5 separate regions of the Mus musculus genome follow, and regions 2, 3, 4 and 5 are each linked to region 1. Evidence: chromatin contacts called from public ChIA-PET, Hi-C, HiChIP or PLAC-seq and promoter capture Hi-C data. All regions are on one chromosome and are shown on one strand. Each heading gives the region's core, a stretch centred on a gene start, on an enhancer-like site or on the middle of the called end of the contact. The rest is flanking DNA. Distances are from core to core; before and after follow the strand shown. Region 1 holds the start of Gpatch8 (G patch domain containing 8). Region 2 holds the start of Arl4d (ADP-ribosylation factor-like 4D). Region 3 holds the start of Plekhm1 (pleckstrin homology domain containing, family M (with RUN domain) member 1). Region 4 holds the start of Etv4 (ets variant 4). Region 5 holds the start of Hexim1 (hexamethylene bis-acetamide inducible 1).

Region 1 (3,056 bases), core at 233-2,732:
TGCTTCATAGGGCTTGATATAGGGAGAAAGAAAAGAAAGATAAGCCTGCCTTCCTTCTCGGGTATCAAATGTCCACCTCAAACTTTGGAAGACCTGAGATAAATCCTTAAAACACCTTAAGATGCTGTGCTGGGCTGCAGTTTCTGCGGCAGGCACATGACCACAAGGCATTTTCAGCAACTCCCAAATCCCTTACTGCTGCAAAACTTCCCATAGCGTTCTACACCTAAGACTATTTAACAGTGTTGATTTTAAACCAGTTGAAATTGCTTTGTCTATCAACCCAATCATCTCCAAGAATTCAAACCCTTCAAATTGCCTTCTGACACAGCTAGAGGTGCGTTGAGGAAGCTGAAAGGAATACAAAAACTCGAGTTCGGAGGCTCATCCCTTGACCTAAATTGCTGTTGCCAGGAGATGCGGTAGTAATGCAGTGATTTGCAACTGAGGATGTATTTTACCTAGAAATAACCAAAGGCTACTAAATCCCTTATTGTCTCCCAACTATGCCTGCAGTAACAATTTCAATATCTAAAAGCCTAATGATTCTAATTCGGCCTTTGTTGTTTGTTTTTTTGTTTTGTTTTGTTTTTGTTGTTTTTTTCTTTAATGCCTGCCACCCCACGGACATCTTTCCCAGATCAACATTTGCAAACGAAGAAAGAAAAAAAAAAAAAATCAAGGTTTAGGAACGAATTTACTCCCGCTTGGAAAGGCCATAATTATGCTTCTTTACAAATCTTGGTAGGTCTCGAAGTTAAGTTTACGCCAGTCCACAGACCTATACCTTACTGTCCCCAACCCAATTAACGGCCTGTAAACAACAGCAGTTATTTATGCCCAGAGAAAGCTCAATGGCTCGCCTCAACAAAAAAGGCGTCTTTGATAAGAAAGGGCGCCCTTTACCAGGGGGAAGACTAGGTTAGACAGTCGATAAAGGGCTTGTTTGTCACAATGGGAAAACGGAGAGGCGATCCCCAGGATGATCGGGGCGAGCAAAAGCCAAGGCTTCCATAGCCCCGGCCTGAAAACCGCTGGCCCAAGCCTTCCCCGCCCCAGCCCTCTCCCCCGGGGGCCGGGCCGGCCCTGCGCCTGCACAGGCCCCGAGACAAGCAAAGCGCAACCCCCACAAAGCGCCCGGCTGCGGAGCGGGAAGCCAGGAGCAAAATAGGAGGAAAGCCGAGCCGAAGAAGCGGCGTGAATAGGGATGAAGCCGGGGACGCGGCCTCATCTCAGCCCCGGAGGCCCCTGGAGAAATGAGAGGCAGGAAGGGGCGAGAGCCGGCTTGCAAGGTGGAGCGGAGAGCAGAAGGAAGGAGAGCCAGGAGGCCGGGAGGGAGGCGGCCCCGGGCTCGCGGCGAGCCCTCCGGGGGCGTGGGTGGTCCTCGGCGACGCCCGTGTTTACCTGAAAGTCTCGGTCCTCGTTGAAGCGGGAGAAGCGGTCCGCCATTTTGCCGCTCTCACTCCTCCTCAGGACGACGCTCTCCGGTTCGCTCCTCCCCTCCCGCTACGCCCGCCCCCTCTCTGTTTCCACGCCCCCTCCCACGCCCACCGGGCGCGCGCAGCAGGCGTGGGGAGGGGGGTGGAGGATGTGTGCTTGGCGAGGGATTGTTGGGGGGGTGTTGGGAAGAGGAGGGAACAGGAATTCGTTCCGACGGGAATCCCGAAGGCGCGCAGGCCTGGAGGCGGAACCTTCCTCTCACATCGCTCGGTTTCACGCCCGGCCCCGAGCGACCCCAGCGGGCCGCGCATGCGCACTCGCGCCGGCGCGCGTAAGCGCTTCCGGAGGGAAAGATCAGCAGGGCAGAGCATTTGGGGGCCTGGGAAGTATTCACTTGCTCCCTTAGCAGTGTTCAGAAGTCTTTCTTTCTTATGCTCTTGTTTACGGTCAAGCCCATCCCGTATTTGTAATAATATACAGTGTAATGCTATACAGTAGCATGAGATCTGACTTTACAGCTAGAGTACTTTTAATGTTTTTTTGTTTTGTTTTTGTTATTTTGTTGACAGGGTTTCCTGTAGCTCTCTATGTAGTAGAGGCTCGCCCCCCGATGTCCAAAGAGGGTATTTTTAAAATTAATACATAATAATGTTACTTAAGAGGTACCAAAAAAATCTCTCAAAGGGCTTCCATTCCAGGCAGGAAGTCAGATAACCAATAAATTAACCTAATAGTTGTAAATATAAACGAGTGTCTATTCCTGCTTGAGGCTGAGGGGAAATTAAGTCAAGCTTATCCTTGGCTACATAGGAAGTTCAAAGCTAGCCTGGGCTATAAGACATTGCTTCAAATAACAAAATCTAAGTGACACTGTGGGGGGGGGGGACTGTAATGAAAAGAATGACCTATCTTAAAGCTACATATAAATCAAGGCATAACAAAGGGATCACAACCTTGAAGAAGAGAGAAACTTAAACACATGGCTACCAAGAGCTTGACGTTTTTTTCTTACTATTTTCCCTCCCCCTCCCACTCCTCTCCCCCCTCCACACATATATATTCATGTTCAGAGTCATTGGATCCCCTGAAGCTAGAGTTACAGTTAAGAATCACCATGTATGTCAGTGCTAGAAACAAACCCAGGTGCTCTGCATGTGGAACAAGTGCTTTTAACTGCTTAGCCATCTTTCCAGCTCTTGTTTTCTTTAATGTTTTCACAGGGTGGGGGAGTGAGGGGGGGCTGTTTAATTTTACCTAGTGTAAGACTGCTTCGCCTACATGAATGAATGAATGTATGTATGTATGTATGTATGTATGTATGTATGTATGTATGTGTATCAGCTCTTAACAGCTGAGCCATCTCTCTAGCCCCTCTACCTGATTTTAAGACAAGGTCTCTCCTTAAACCTGGAGCTCTCCCTAGTCAGCTAGCAAGCCTCTGGAATTTGTACCTGGCACCAGGGAAGGTGAGGGTGTGGGCAGAGCTGAAAGTCCAAGGGACTGGTCACAAAGCAATCTAGAAAGCAGTTGGAGCCTAAATCATTTTTTTTTTCTCACTCAGGTAGCAGCTGGAGACTTTCTCTAGAAATGCTAACCAAACAAATCATGGGATTTTT
Region 2 (3,056 bases), core at 200-2,699, 890 kb before region 1:
CGTGCTTTTTAGACAGCATCTCACTGTGTAATGCTGGCTGTCTAACGTAAGACTGCCTCGCCCCAGAGTCTCCCCATGAGAAGACTATTGCCAAGCAGTGAGCATCCTGGCACTGAATTCAGACAGATCTTGCTCAGCCACATATGACCTAAATGTGATCATAACTAAGTCTTTTATCCATCTGCAGCTTTCTGTACCTGTAAGAAACAGACAACAGTCCCTAACATGCTACTGTGAGGTAATGGGGTCCTCCATGCTCTATATGCAGGAAGCTGAGGCCCAAAGATTGTTAGGATGTCCAGGATAGCCTGAGCTACATAATGAGATTCCTATCTCAAAACACACACACAAAAAAACCAAATATAGCTGGATATGATGGCTCATGCCTTTAATCCTTTTTTTTCCTTTTTTTTTCCCGAGATGGTTTCTCTGTGTGGCCCTGGCTGTACTGGAACTCACTCTGTAGATCAGGATGGCCTCGAACACAGAAATCTGCCTGCCACTGCCTCCCAAGATTAAAGGCATGCACTACCACTGCCTGGTTTCATGCCTTTAATCTTAAAGGCAGAGGCAGGTGGATTATTTTGTGTATGAGGCCACCCTAGTCTACATAGTGAGTTCCAGGATAGCTAGGGTTATATAGAAAGACCCTGTCTCAAAAAATACTCCCCCCACCCCCTTATCCCTTGAAGCAATGGCTCAGTGGTTAAGAGCACTTATTACTCTTCCAGCGGACCCAGGTTCGGTTCCCAGCACCCATATGAGGCAGTCACCACTGTCTCTAATTCTGGTTCCAGGAGATCTGACATTTCCTACTGAACACATGGGCATATACTGACCCACTGGCTTAACTGACACTGAGCACTGCTGCCCTTGCAGAGGTCCTGAATCCATTTCCCAGCAACCACATGGTGGCTCACAACCATCTGTAAGGGGATCCGATGCCCTCTTCTGGTGTGTCAGCGTCCCCGTACTCCTATATACATTAAATGGGCTTAGTATTATGAATCAGCTGTATCAGAGCTCCAGGTAAATACTGCTTTGCAAACTAGATGAAGACAGTGACTTGAATGAGTACTACTGAATGAGGTAAGATACGAAAACATGTCAGAATCTCTTCGAGCAGATCTTTAGGTGGAAGGAAAGTATGGGGGGGGGGCAGCCGGATTGAGGGCAAGTGGATGGGGTAGTGTCATTATTAGACATTCCGTTCCATGCTCTCGTCAGGCGCAGCCACGCCTGTTCCTTTAGTCTGTCCCACCTCCCAGCCCTAATGAGTTCCAGGCTCTGTTCCAAATACTGAATAAGGTAGAAAAGATTAAAATAAAGCGGTTCCGGATAGAACGAGCTCTCCATTTCCAGGCTGGGGCTGCAGAGGCTGGCTCAGTCCCCGCCTCCGGGACGCTGATTGGGCCGCGTCGTGTGACGTCACGAGAGGGTTTTTAACGAGGAACCGGAGCAGCGGCACTGCAAAGTCCGCTGTGGCTGAGACGCGACGAGTCGGTGTCTGGTTGGCGTGGCTCGCGGAGAGTGCGGCTGGCTGAAGGTAAAGGAGGGTGTCTGGACCATGCAAAGGCGCCGGCTTGCGGGGCTTAGGGGAGCGGGCGTCGACCGCTGGCTGGAGAGTTGCAGGGCCGTGTGGTGGTGGTCAAAGCGCCCGCAGGGGCGTGCCACCGTTGTGGGTATGCGGTGCTTGTGGGAGCCCGACCCACATCGGTGCTCTTACTTTGGGCACACTGCCCGACCGCCTCCTTCATGCGAGATTTCTCCTCTGGGGAGTGGAGAGCACAGCTTCTGCTTTCTCTCAATCTCGGAGAGGGGTGCAGGGAAACGACCTTACTTCGGATCTTGCCTGCAAGATCCGCACCCTCGAAGATCCTAGTGCCCGAGAGTTTCTCTGACCTCAGGGCCTCTCCTAGGAGTCCCTGGGACAGGAGCACGCCTTGTTACACCTGTAGCTACTTTTTTTATTTTTTATTTTTAAGAAGAGGGGAAGGAGAAAGGCATTGGAGATGGTTTAAAAGCGCCTACCCTAAAACATGAGGACCCTAATTGGTTCCTGAGACCCACATACTCTTGTAAGTTGTCCTGACTTTAACACTCAAGCTGTGAGTGGCTTACACACACGCACAAAATATTTTTTCTTTACTTTGGAAAAAGAGGCACTTAAAAATCTTTTTTTTTTTCTTTTTTGTTTTTCTAGACAGGGTTTCTCTGTGTAGCCCTGGCTGTCCTGGAACTCACTCTGTAGACCAGGCTGGCCTCGAACTCAGAAATCCACCTGCCTCTGCCTCCCAAGTGCTGGGATTAAAGGTGTGCTCCACCACTGCTGGGGCAAACCTTGTTTTAATAAAAGGAATATTTAGAAGGGTAGGGTGCAGGTTTAGGGGAAGGACCCAAAAGTTGCAAATTCGTTTATTCTAAACCTTTCTCGTTTCTTTTTTGGCCTTGTTTAGACACCCCAGCTTGTGCTACCTGCCGTTTTAAGGTCTCCTCTTCTTGGCCTCTGCTGGAGTCCCAGACCTACTCCTGAGGTCCACCCTGCACCCTAGCTCACCATGGGGAACCACTTGACTGAAATGGCCCCTACAGCCTCGTCCTTTCTGCCGCACTTCCAGGCCCTGCATGTCGTCGTCATTGGGTTGGATTCCGCGGGGAAGACTTCCCTTCTTTACCGTCTCAAGTTCAAGGAGTTTGTCCAGAGCGTCCCCACCAAGGGCTTTAATACTGAGAAGATCCGCGTGCCCCTGGGGGGTTCCCGTGGGATCACTTTCCAAGTGTGGGATGTTGGGGGTCAGGAGAAGCTTCGGCCACTGTGGCGCTCCTACACCCGCCGGACAGATGGACTGGTGTTTGTGGTGGACTCTGCAGAGACTGAGAGGTTAGAGGAAGCCAGAATGGAGTTACACCGGATCAGCAAGGCTTCCGACAACCAGGGGGTGCCAGTGCTGGTGCTGGCCAACAAGCAGGACCAACCGGGGGCACTGAGTGCAGCCGAGGTGGAGAAGAGGCTGGCGGTCCGAGAGCTGGCAGCTGCCACGCTCACCCATGTGCAG
Region 3 (3,056 bases), core at 248-2,747, 860 kb after region 1:
CTTAATAGGAATGCCAGAAAAGCCATCTGTGGAAACACATTTAGGAGATCAGACACTACAAAGAACATCTCCCCCAAGAAGCTTTATACTCAGTTACCATCCGAGTCCCTACACACACCAATTTAGCTGTTTAGTCTGCTGGGCTCTGAACAAGGAGCAGACATGGCTGTTGAGGAATATAGCAAGTATGACCACTAGGGAGCTATACCCTAAATTCTCAAAGTGAAAGAGAGCTGGATCAAGGAAGAAAATGACAGGAGTTGAGTAGATCTAGTTAATAGCAATTCTGGGAAGCCAGGCATGGTGACTCATGCCTACAATTCCAGCACTTGGGAGGTGGAGGCAGGGAGGATCAGGAGTCCATGGCTGTTTAGATTGGCTGTCTTAAAACAATAACAAAAACAAAAAACAAAACCACCCTCCATCCTACAAAAACAAACAAACAAACAAACAAACAAAAAACAGATTAAAACCAGGAGTGGTGACCCACACTGTGAGTTTGAGGCCAGCCTGATCTACATAGTGAGTGATCTGAGAGAGAGATCTAAGGCTAAATAGTGACATGCTGTCTCAAAAACAACAACAACAACAACCCAAAACCCCAAACTAACAGTGATGTTAGGGGGCAGGAATATTATGTACATGCATAAAATTCTCAAAGAATTAATAAATGCATATTAAATTTAAAGTAACGAAAGGACTGGGGGAAGTGGTAGAAACTGAGACAGTCCTCTACAGCAGAGTCGGGGACAGTTTAATATTAAGTCTTAGACAGGAAAGTGCCTGAGAGACCTTACCTCTGTGATCAGCTAGGGAATTAGGTAAAAATCGGTAAAGAAAAGATACACACAAGCCTTGAGATAAAGCTGTGACGTCAGTAACCAAGAAGAAACCGGCAAGTTCAACAGGAGAAAACTTCAGTAGTGGGTCAATGGGAGGGAGGGAGACTTAGCGTGTTTGGGACGAGTGAGCCAGATACGACAGGCTGCGATAAGAAATTGAGCCAGAATGGAGGGTCGAGGGAAGGTTCAGAAGAGATGAGGGATAAACGCGATGTTGAGATAAGAGGTGGCGAAGGGATGTGGCTCGCTCGGATCGGGTTGCAACTGGGCTAAAGAGGGGTCACGAGTGAGGCTACACTTTTGCAAGACCGGTGGTTAGGGGACCCGGCTTGGGGCTGAGGTTGGCTGCGGTGGAGACGGAGGGGAGAGAGCCGGTGGCCACTGGCTGAGGTGGGAGCAGGCCCGGGCTGCGAAGGGCCGAGGTTCCCACCCCAAGTCTCCAGGCGCACAGGGGTCGCGAGTGGCTGCGAGGTTGCGGGCCCACCGCCGGGTCGCATCACCGCCCCGCGCTTCCCTCCACGTTCAGACCCCAGACTCACTCACCGAAGGGATCAGGAGCAGGTGGCGGCGCTCCGGGCGAAGCGAGACCCCCCTCGGTTCCGAGCAGAAGCTGCGGCTCCAAAGGCACTGACAACAGGAAGCGGCGCGCGGCGTCTGACGCCATCACGTCGGCTCCTCGCTACGGCCCCGCCCCCAGTCCTCAAAAACCAATCACTGGGCCTAGAGGAGCCGAGGGGCGGGGCCGTCAGCTCTTCCCTTGCCCCGGATTGCAGGGCTTCTTGGCTCAGGTGAGCGATCCTGCCGCTCTCGCTACTCTGGCTCTGGGTAGCGCAGAGAGGCTGGACCCTTGGAGCTTCGGGACTTCTGCGTCCCGCAGCTCTGCCCCTCAATCGCATCTGTGCAACTTTGGGGTTGTCGTGTTTGCCCCCTTAATCCGAAAATGCGCCCTGTTGCGCCATTAACCCGTATGTTTCCCTAAGGGCATTAGTAGTGGAGGGAGCAAGTGGATCCTGGGTCCAAGTGGGACCTTCAGGTCTGGTTTTTCCGGAGCCAGGAAACAGTTGTTTTGACTTGTCTCATACCACGTGATCGCCCTGAGGGCTCTCTTGGACCTGTTAGTTTAATTTGCCTGCGGTCAGCCCTTTGAGGCATGAAGCCCAGAGGACCTGCTTTTTGTCTTCTCACTATTTAATTGCTTTTGTTCCATTACAGAAAATGACAGCTGTCTCTCGGAATAGACGCGGAAGAAAACTGTCAAATGTAGCAACCGTGACTAATAAAGGGCAGGCTGGGCAGGTCTGAGGACCGTGCCCAAAAGGGAACCTAGGACCTAGGTGTGGGCCATAGAGGTGGTGACTGTAAAAGAAAAGACTCTCTGTGAGTTTATATGAACTTTGCTCCTATTGACTTAGAGGACCTTGTTTTCTTGGTGTCTTCCATCCCCTCTGGCTCCTACACTCTTTCCACCTCTCCCTTGGGGTTCCCTATCTGCTGTAGAAGGAAACTTCTCTAATGATGGCTGAACAAGGCATTGATCTATGAGTACCCAAATGTCATTAGGAGTCATTTTATCACTATGTCTTTTTTTTCCTTTTCTTTCTTTCTTTTTACCAGTTGTGGTTTGAATGTGCTTGGCCCATGGGAAATGGCACTATTTAGGAGGCATGGCCTTACTGGAAGAGGTGTGGCCTTGTTAGCGGAAGTATGTCACTGTGGCTTTGAGGTAATATATATTTGAATATATGTTCAAACATATATATGCTCAAACTCTGCCCAGTCTCTTGGTTGCCTTCTTTTTTCTTTCTTTCTTTTTTTTTTAATTTATTTTATTTTTATTATATGTAAGTACACTGTAGCTGTCTTCAGACACTCCGGAAGAGGGAGTCAGATCTCATTAAGGATGGTTGTGAGCCACCATGTGGTTGCTGGGATTTGAACTCAGGACCTTTGGAAGAGCAGTTGGGTATCTTACCCACTGAGCCATCTCTCCAGCCCTCTGGGTTGCCTTCTAATCAAGACTCTTAAAAAAAAAAAAAAAAAAAAAAAAGCTCCTCCCCCAGCACCACACCTGTCTGCCTGCTGCCACGCTAATGACGGAACCTCGGAACCTGTAACCCAGCCCCAGCTAAATGTGTTCCTTTATAGGAGTTGCCTTGGTCATGGTGTCTTTCACCACAATGGAACCCCTAACTAAGACACCAGTCTTATTTGCTT
Region 4 (3,056 bases), core at 394-2,893, 770 kb before region 1:
ACTCTGCAAATGAAATTTTCAACTAGGAAAAAAAAAAAAAAAAAAAAACGGGCCTTGGGCCAAAATCCATTCAAATAAGCAAATACCCCACACAATAGTCTGATTCATCCCCAGGCCTAGTTATACAAGCCTGGCTCCGGGCGAGAAAATAAATATCGATATGTGTCCACACTGGGCACCGGGGAGAGTGACATGGTTAGGGACTGGAGAGATGGGGTTGAAGGACTCCTTGAGACAGACAAGAACCCCCCGCCCCCCATGTCCCACTTCTAATTTTAGGAAGGAAACAAAACTACTCACCTTCTGCGAGCCACGTCTCTTGGAAGTGACTGAGGTCCTGGAAGAGATCTGATGGGTGAATATTGGATTGGTGAAGAGGTGGCGATAATATGGGGAAGAGACCTGGCGAGCCCGGGTTACAGCCTCCCCACTGGTGATAAGGGACGGAGAAGAATGAGTGGTTTGACTTTTGGGGAAACGTGGGTTGGGGAAGTCCAGGATAAGGCTTTGGGATGGATGTACGTGGATTAAGCAGAGGGGTCGCAGTTTGTCTGTTTCTTTACCTTCTGAGTCGGAAGGCGGCAGGGAGCCCGGGTCCATGAGCTTTCCCTGCGGGACCATCAGCGCTTCGCCCAAGCTCCCATTTCCGGGAGATTTCTGCTGGAAGGAGGGGGGAAGAATGCCCCCGAATCACCCTGAGGAGTCTAGCTTGGGGTTGGGGGTGGGGTCCCGGGGTGGCTCAGGGGCCAGGCGGTCCTGGACCCACTGAGACCCCCCGGGAGGGGGCTGCGGGGCGAGTAGGGGCGGGGTGCGGGGCGGGGGCGGGCGTGGAGGCCGGCGCGGCGCTCACGCTGCAGAAGGTGTAGGGCACTCGCTGGTCCAAGTATCCGCCTTTCATCCTCCGCTCCATCCGGCCGCTCCCTCCGGCCACAGGGCCGGGCCCCCGCGCGGAGGCAGAGACCTGGGAGGGGGGAGGCAGTTCGCACACGGTCCCGGGAGCGCTGCGGGGGGGAGGGGGCGATCGCGAGGCTTTGGATCGGACAGCGAAACTTCTCCGACTCGCTGGGACCTGCGCGGCCGAGCGCCTCCACCGCCACTCCTCTCCCGCCAAAGGAGGTCCCACCTGCTCCCTTGAGCTGGGGTTGGTGTGTCTGCTTTCTGCAGCCCTGCTCAGCCCGAACTGGGTTACATAAGACGTGTGTGTGCGTGTGTGTGTGCGCGCGTGTGTGAGTGTGTGTGTGTGTATGTGGGCGCGCGCGCGCGGCGCACACCATTCGCACGCCCATAACTCAGGCGCCCCCTCCAGCCTCGAATCCCGACGCCTCCCACCCCCGCCCCGGAATGTGCGGAAGCGGGCGCCGAACAGAGAGAGTGTGGTGTGTGGGAGATGAAGCGGGGAAATCACAGACACTCTCCCTTCCTTCCCCTTCCGCAGCTTCACCTGAGGTCCGGGCGTCTGTGCCGGAGCCGCGGGGGGATGCTCAGCATGCCCGGGGGATGACACAACTAAGGTGGCGGGGCTAGGCCGGAGCGAGGCGGCCTGAGCCCCGGGTCCCCAGAGCCCCGGCTTGTTTTCCGGGCGCAGCAGACAGTTGTGAGCCCGGGGGAGCAGCTGATTGGTGCATTTCCTTTGCCTTGGCCTCCGTTCTCGCTCTTCCCCCGCCCCTCCCCACCGGTTCCCTTTGTTTCATTGACTTTTGTGAATGAAACCCCAGGGCCGGGCACGCCCGCCAATCCTCAGACTCGGCTAGCTGAGCTTGAGGGAGGAGTTTCCCAGCCACGAAGACCAATCAGAAAGTAGGGGCTGGCTCCTGGCTTCATTCACTTTTTGGACTTCCATTCATAAAAAAATAAACTCCTTTCGGCTTTAGTTCATTCATAAAGAATTGAGAAAAAAAGACGGAAGCTGAAGACCCGGCAGCTTCTCCACGGGTTCCAACCTGGGTTTTGGGTCTAAGGACCCCTGAGCTCCTTCCGCTGGCGTTAGCTCACGCCTCTGTGCATCTATACTTACGTGGGAGTGTGAACACGTCTGTGTGCCCTGGGGGGAGGGGGAGGCAAACGGACTTGTGCGCCCAGAGGAACCATAATAACTAGCATTTATGAAGCGCTCTGCCTCCACGTGCTAATTTCCTTCCCATAACGTGGTGCTGCGGAGCGGTTTCCATTTTACTTTACAAATGAAAATGGAAGAAAGCTAAGAAAGACACCATGGCCTCCTCACCTGAGGTAACTCAGCTTGTCACTGAGGGGCATTAGCGTTTCAAAGCCACCAAGGTCTTCTGTGCAGCCCTCTGAGACCCCGAGCTACTTGAAAACAAATGGAGGCACAGTTGGTGCTCAGTAAATGTAAACTGGCTCAAACCGGCTTTCTCACGGGTCTGTGATCTGTAGAGTTGCTTATTCTGTGACCCGCTTTATCATTCATTCGAGGCTTTGCCAACAAGAGGCTCAAGGATGTCTCTCTCGCTGCCATCTTACTCCTTATGATAGGAAGCAGAAATCCCAAGTGACTTGGTGATCAAAAGACAGGATGGGTTCCAATTTTGTCCAAGAGGTTGATCTTAGTGTTTGTCATTCGAGCATCACTGCCTTCAGTAAATATCTGCTGTGTCAGACATGGTGCTGGGCGCCAAGCAAGTGTGAGAAAGACTACCTCCCTTGGGATCTGGGTTGCTTTAGATGCCGTCACAAGGACCCACAGGCCCACAGGGCTGCTTTCAAAGTTCATCTGTCTAACCAAACAGTACTTCTGAGAAAGAAAAGGTGCATGCAATCTCTTCCAGCCTGTAGGAGTCAGAGAAGGGACAAAAACCTTAACCCCCTGGCACCTGAACTGGGCTCTTTCTGCCACACAAACTCCTCCCCTTTACCTACCAAACTGTTCTTTAAAGTTTGAACCTGCTGCCGCTCTCCTCTAGGGACCCCCCTTTTCATGAGAGCCTGGGTCAGTCCATATATATGGTGAGGTATCTTTCATTCTCTTCCCTGTTAGAGAAATCCCTATATAGTTATGGGGATCTCTGCGGGGGCCCAGAGGAGGACTCCTTCCTTGA
Region 5 (3,056 bases), core at 380-2,879, 560 kb after region 1:
TACAACTGCCTCTTCGTTGTCAGGTGACCTTGGATAAGTCACTTGATTTCTCCAAGGCGCAGAGCTTTCCTATAGCTAAAATGGCGGCTAACTCCTGCCCTACCTCGCTCACATGGCTGCGCTGGTCAAATAGTTTCATGTGTAGAATCTCACTCCATTATGGCTGGAATGTAAGGAAAAAGAAGAATGGCTCACTGGGTACTCAGGCAAAGGGAGAAGTGGCAATTACGCCAAGGGGATTAAAGGGAGTTTTTCGGGTCCTTCTAGTAGGGGAAAAGAATGTGAATCCCTTTTAAGGGGGAGTAGAACCCCCACTTCACCCCCAATGTACCCTACGGCCCTGGGTCAAGCACACCCATTTCAGGGAAGGCCTTCAGCTTTCCTTCTCGAAGCCTTCCCCCCAACACACACACACACCTCATCTCTGTGGATGACACCCCCTTTTTTCGGGAACGCATAGATTTTTGGGTTCCTCCCCAACACAGACTTCGCATCAATTGGCCCAATCTCTCCAGAGTATCCTGGCTAGGGAAAGGTTTGCGGTATCGGAAGCGAAGAGGCCAAGTCGACCCCGGGAGGCCATTTTCTTCGGCAGAAGCCGAGGTTCGGGGCGAGTCCTTCCTCCTCACCACGCGCTTCCCATCCGGGCTCAGGCGGAGAGCTCGGCCGCGGAGGACCACTTTGCTTTCACCTCTGGTGCGGAGATAGCTCTTGGCCTGGGTGGCTGCTCTCACCTAAGGGCCTCCAGGATAGCCTGAGGACCGACGTCACTCAGGACTCGAACCCGCCCTCTCAGTTCCTGAGGCCTAGTCTGAAGCTGATGCTCGGCAGGCCACCACACTGTCCCTTTAAGGCGGCACTTCTTAATTCATTTGTTTACTTCTTCATGCGCTTTTCGTCTTTTTAATAAATAGTTGTCCAAAATATCCTTCCGCTTATCTCTCTCCAAGAAACCCATCACCTACCTCAGAGACATTATTGTAATTTTAAGAATCCAATGTCAGTAATCACGACTAACAGCTCTCTTTATAGAATTTAATCCTCTTTTACACTTTAGGGACTACTTTTTAGGGACAGACCATTTTTGCATAAGTTGAAAACGGTTTATGGCCATCAGAACCTTTCCGCTGAGAACAGAATATGACAGTAGATTTTCAAACGCACCTTTTAATAAAAATATTCTGTATAAGCTCCCAAAGGTCATGGAATCTTCTTGTATTCCTGAAGCACAATGGTATGGTCCAGAACCCGCCCCATCTCCTCTGTAATTGGTCTTCCTTCCTCGGAGAGACGAATAACTCTTGCCCAATGACTGCTCACGTTTCTTCAGCGAGAGCTAAGCGATGGAAGAAGGCGGCCTGGGAGACGCCCCCTACGCATTCTATGATTGGCTACGTTGCACGGCGCGCGAGGACGGCGGGCCCGAAAGAAGGGAACTACGACTCCCGGCTGCCCCACACCTGGACTCCGTTACGCATGCGCATGGGCGGGGCTTACAAGCTTCTATATATAAGAGGCGCCGAGGGCTTGGAGACAGCAGTTGGAAGTTGGCAGGTGGAAAGTCAGGTTGGGAGGGGAAGCCGGAGGAGGAGGCGGAAGAAGAGCTGTCTGAAGGGGGAGGGAGGGAGGGAGGAAAAGAGGAGGAGGCGGAGGAGAACTGAGCGGAGCATCGAGCCAGAGGGGAGATGAGTTTGTCTGTCCTCGGCTAAGGCTCCGGCCCGGCCTGAGGAACTGGGAGCTCGGGTTGGAGCGACACCCGTGGAAGTGGGAGGTGGCGGCTCTGGGACTTTAACCCCTTGTGGGCTCTGCGGCAGGGGATTTAACCCTTTGTGGATTCGGCCCCTCCGAGGCAGCGTCATCGGGTAGTTTTAACCCTTTCGGGTTGGGTTTAACCCATTGGACTTAAACCTCCTCTCCTTGCGCACCAACTCCTCGTCTGTGGGAGCACTCGGCGGGGAGGCGTGAAGCCCACCCCTCTGCATATTTGCATACGGTGCCTGCTGCTGAACCCCCGGACCTGCTAGTTGGCCACGCTTGTGTGCGCTTAACCCTTTATTGACTGGACTCCAAGTTGCGATTGGAGTTTGCTGACAGGACGGACGGAAGGCGTCACTGCAGAAATTACTGACCGAAGAGGACTTTGTTGGACATATTTTGAAAAGAAAGAAAAACCTCTTTCCTTAAGCCAGAATTTCTCAAACTTCCAGAAGAGAACTCTACTAAGCCATGGCCGAGCCACTCTTGACAGAACATCAACACCAGCCTCAAACTAGCAACTGTACAGGTGCTGCTGTTGTCCATGAAGAGCATACCTCTGAGCGCCCCCCAAGCGCGGAGGAACGGGTGCCCAAGGAGGACAGTAGGTGGCAATCGAGAGCGTCCTTGCAGTCCGGTAGCCGTCCAGGGCAGGAGGGAGAAGGGGGCCTGAAGCACCAGCTGCCCCCATTGCAGACGAATGCCTGTCCAGAATTGAGCTCCCTGGAGAAGGGCGAGAAGGGCCAGAATGGGGAGGACTTATCCACTGGCGGTGCCTCCCCGTCGGCGGAGGGAGAGCCGATGTCAGAGTCCCTCGTGCAGCCAGGTCATGACTCGGAGGCCACCAAGCAGGAGGCTCCTGCCGCCGGAGGCGAGGAGCCATGGGGACAGCAACAGAGACAGCTGGGCAAGAAAAAACATCGGAGACGCCCCTCAAAGAAGAAGCGGCATTGGAAGCCCTACTACAAGCTGACTTGGGAGGAGAAGAAAAAGTTCGACGAGAAGCAGAGCCTGCGAGCTTCGCGGGTTCGAGCCGAGATGTTCGCCAAGGGCCAGCCAGTTGCGCCCTATAACACCACGCAGTTCCTCATGGATGACCACGATCAGGAGGAGCCTGATCTCAAAACCGGCCTTTACCCCAAGCGGGCAGCCGCCAAATCCGACGACACCAGCGATGAGGATTTTGTGGAAGAAGCTGGTGAGGAAGACGGAGGCAGCGATGGCATGGGAGGGGACGGCAGCGAGTTTCTGCAGCGGGACTTCTCGGAGACGTACGAGCGGTACCACGCCGAGAGCCTGCA

The links. Hi-C and Micro-C count contacts between places; a contact is called where the count stands out from the background. ChIA-PET counts read pairs in DNA pulled down with a chosen protein or histone mark. HiChIP or PLAC-seq counts read pairs in DNA pulled down with a chosen protein or histone mark. Capture Hi-C pulls out chosen DNA fragments and counts their contacts.
Region 2: a contact with region 1 is called in a promoter capture Hi-C map of pancreatic islet. The contact joins the promoter of Arl4d here to the promoter of Gpatch8 in region 1.
Region 3: an H3K27ac HiChIP or PLAC-seq map of T-cell acute lymphoblastic leukemia shows a contact between it and region 1, with 4 times the contacts expected there. The contact joins the promoter of Plekhm1 here to the promoter of Gpatch8 in region 1. A contact is called at or near these places in 1 of 39 promoter capture datasets (pre-B cells) and 1 of 115 datasets of contacts at active chromatin or transcription factors (T-cell acute lymphoblastic leukemia).
Region 4: a Hi-C map of B cells shows a contact between it and region 1, with 9 read pairs. The contact joins the promoter of Etv4 here to the promoter of Gpatch8 in region 1. A contact is called at or near these places in 3 of 484 Hi-C or Micro-C datasets (B cells, CD4 T cells and embryonic stem cells).
Region 5: an RNA polymerase II ChIA-PET map of memory CD8 T cells shows a contact between it and region 1, with 10 read pairs. The contact joins the promoter of Hexim1 here to the promoter of Gpatch8 in region 1. A contact is called at or near these places in 2 of 39 promoter capture datasets (cranial neural crest and pre-B cells) and 2 of 115 datasets of contacts at active chromatin or transcription factors (memory CD8 T cells and pancreatic cancer cells).

The regions. Positions count from the first base shown.
Region 1 is chr11:102,554,676-102,557,731 of GRCm38.p6, forward strand. It overlaps Gpatch8 (G patch domain containing 8), which reads right to left and starts at 1,483. Exons shown (of 8, transcript NM_001159492.1): 1 at 1,405-1,483. The coding sequence starts at 1,449.
Region 2 is chr11:101,664,092-101,667,147 of GRCm38.p6, forward strand. Arl4d (ADP-ribosylation factor-like 4D) reads left to right here and starts at 1,450. Exons shown (of 2, transcript NM_025404.3): 1 at 1,450-1,546; 2 at 2,457-3,056. The coding sequence starts at 2,559.
Region 3 is chr11:103,411,208-103,414,263 of GRCm38.p6, forward strand. It overlaps Plekhm1 (pleckstrin homology domain containing, family M (with RUN domain) member 1), which reads right to left and starts at 1,498. Exons shown (of 12, transcript NM_183034.2): 1 at 1,386-1,498.
Region 4 is chr11:101,783,667-101,786,722 of GRCm38.p6, forward strand. Etv4 (ets variant 4) reads right to left here and starts at 1,644. Exons shown (of 13, transcript NM_001316365.1): 1 at 1,442-1,644; 2 at 851-961; 3 at 564-657; 4 at 301-348. The coding sequence starts at 910. Gm39392 (a long non-coding RNA gene) reads left to right here and starts at 1,655. Exons shown (of 3, transcript XR_880221.3): 1 at 1,655-3,056.
Region 5 is chr11:103,114,696-103,117,751 of GRCm38.p6, forward strand. Hexim1 (hexamethylene bis-acetamide inducible 1) reads left to right here and starts at 1,630. Exons shown (of 1, transcript NM_138753.2): 1 at 1,630-3,056. The coding sequence starts at 2,227.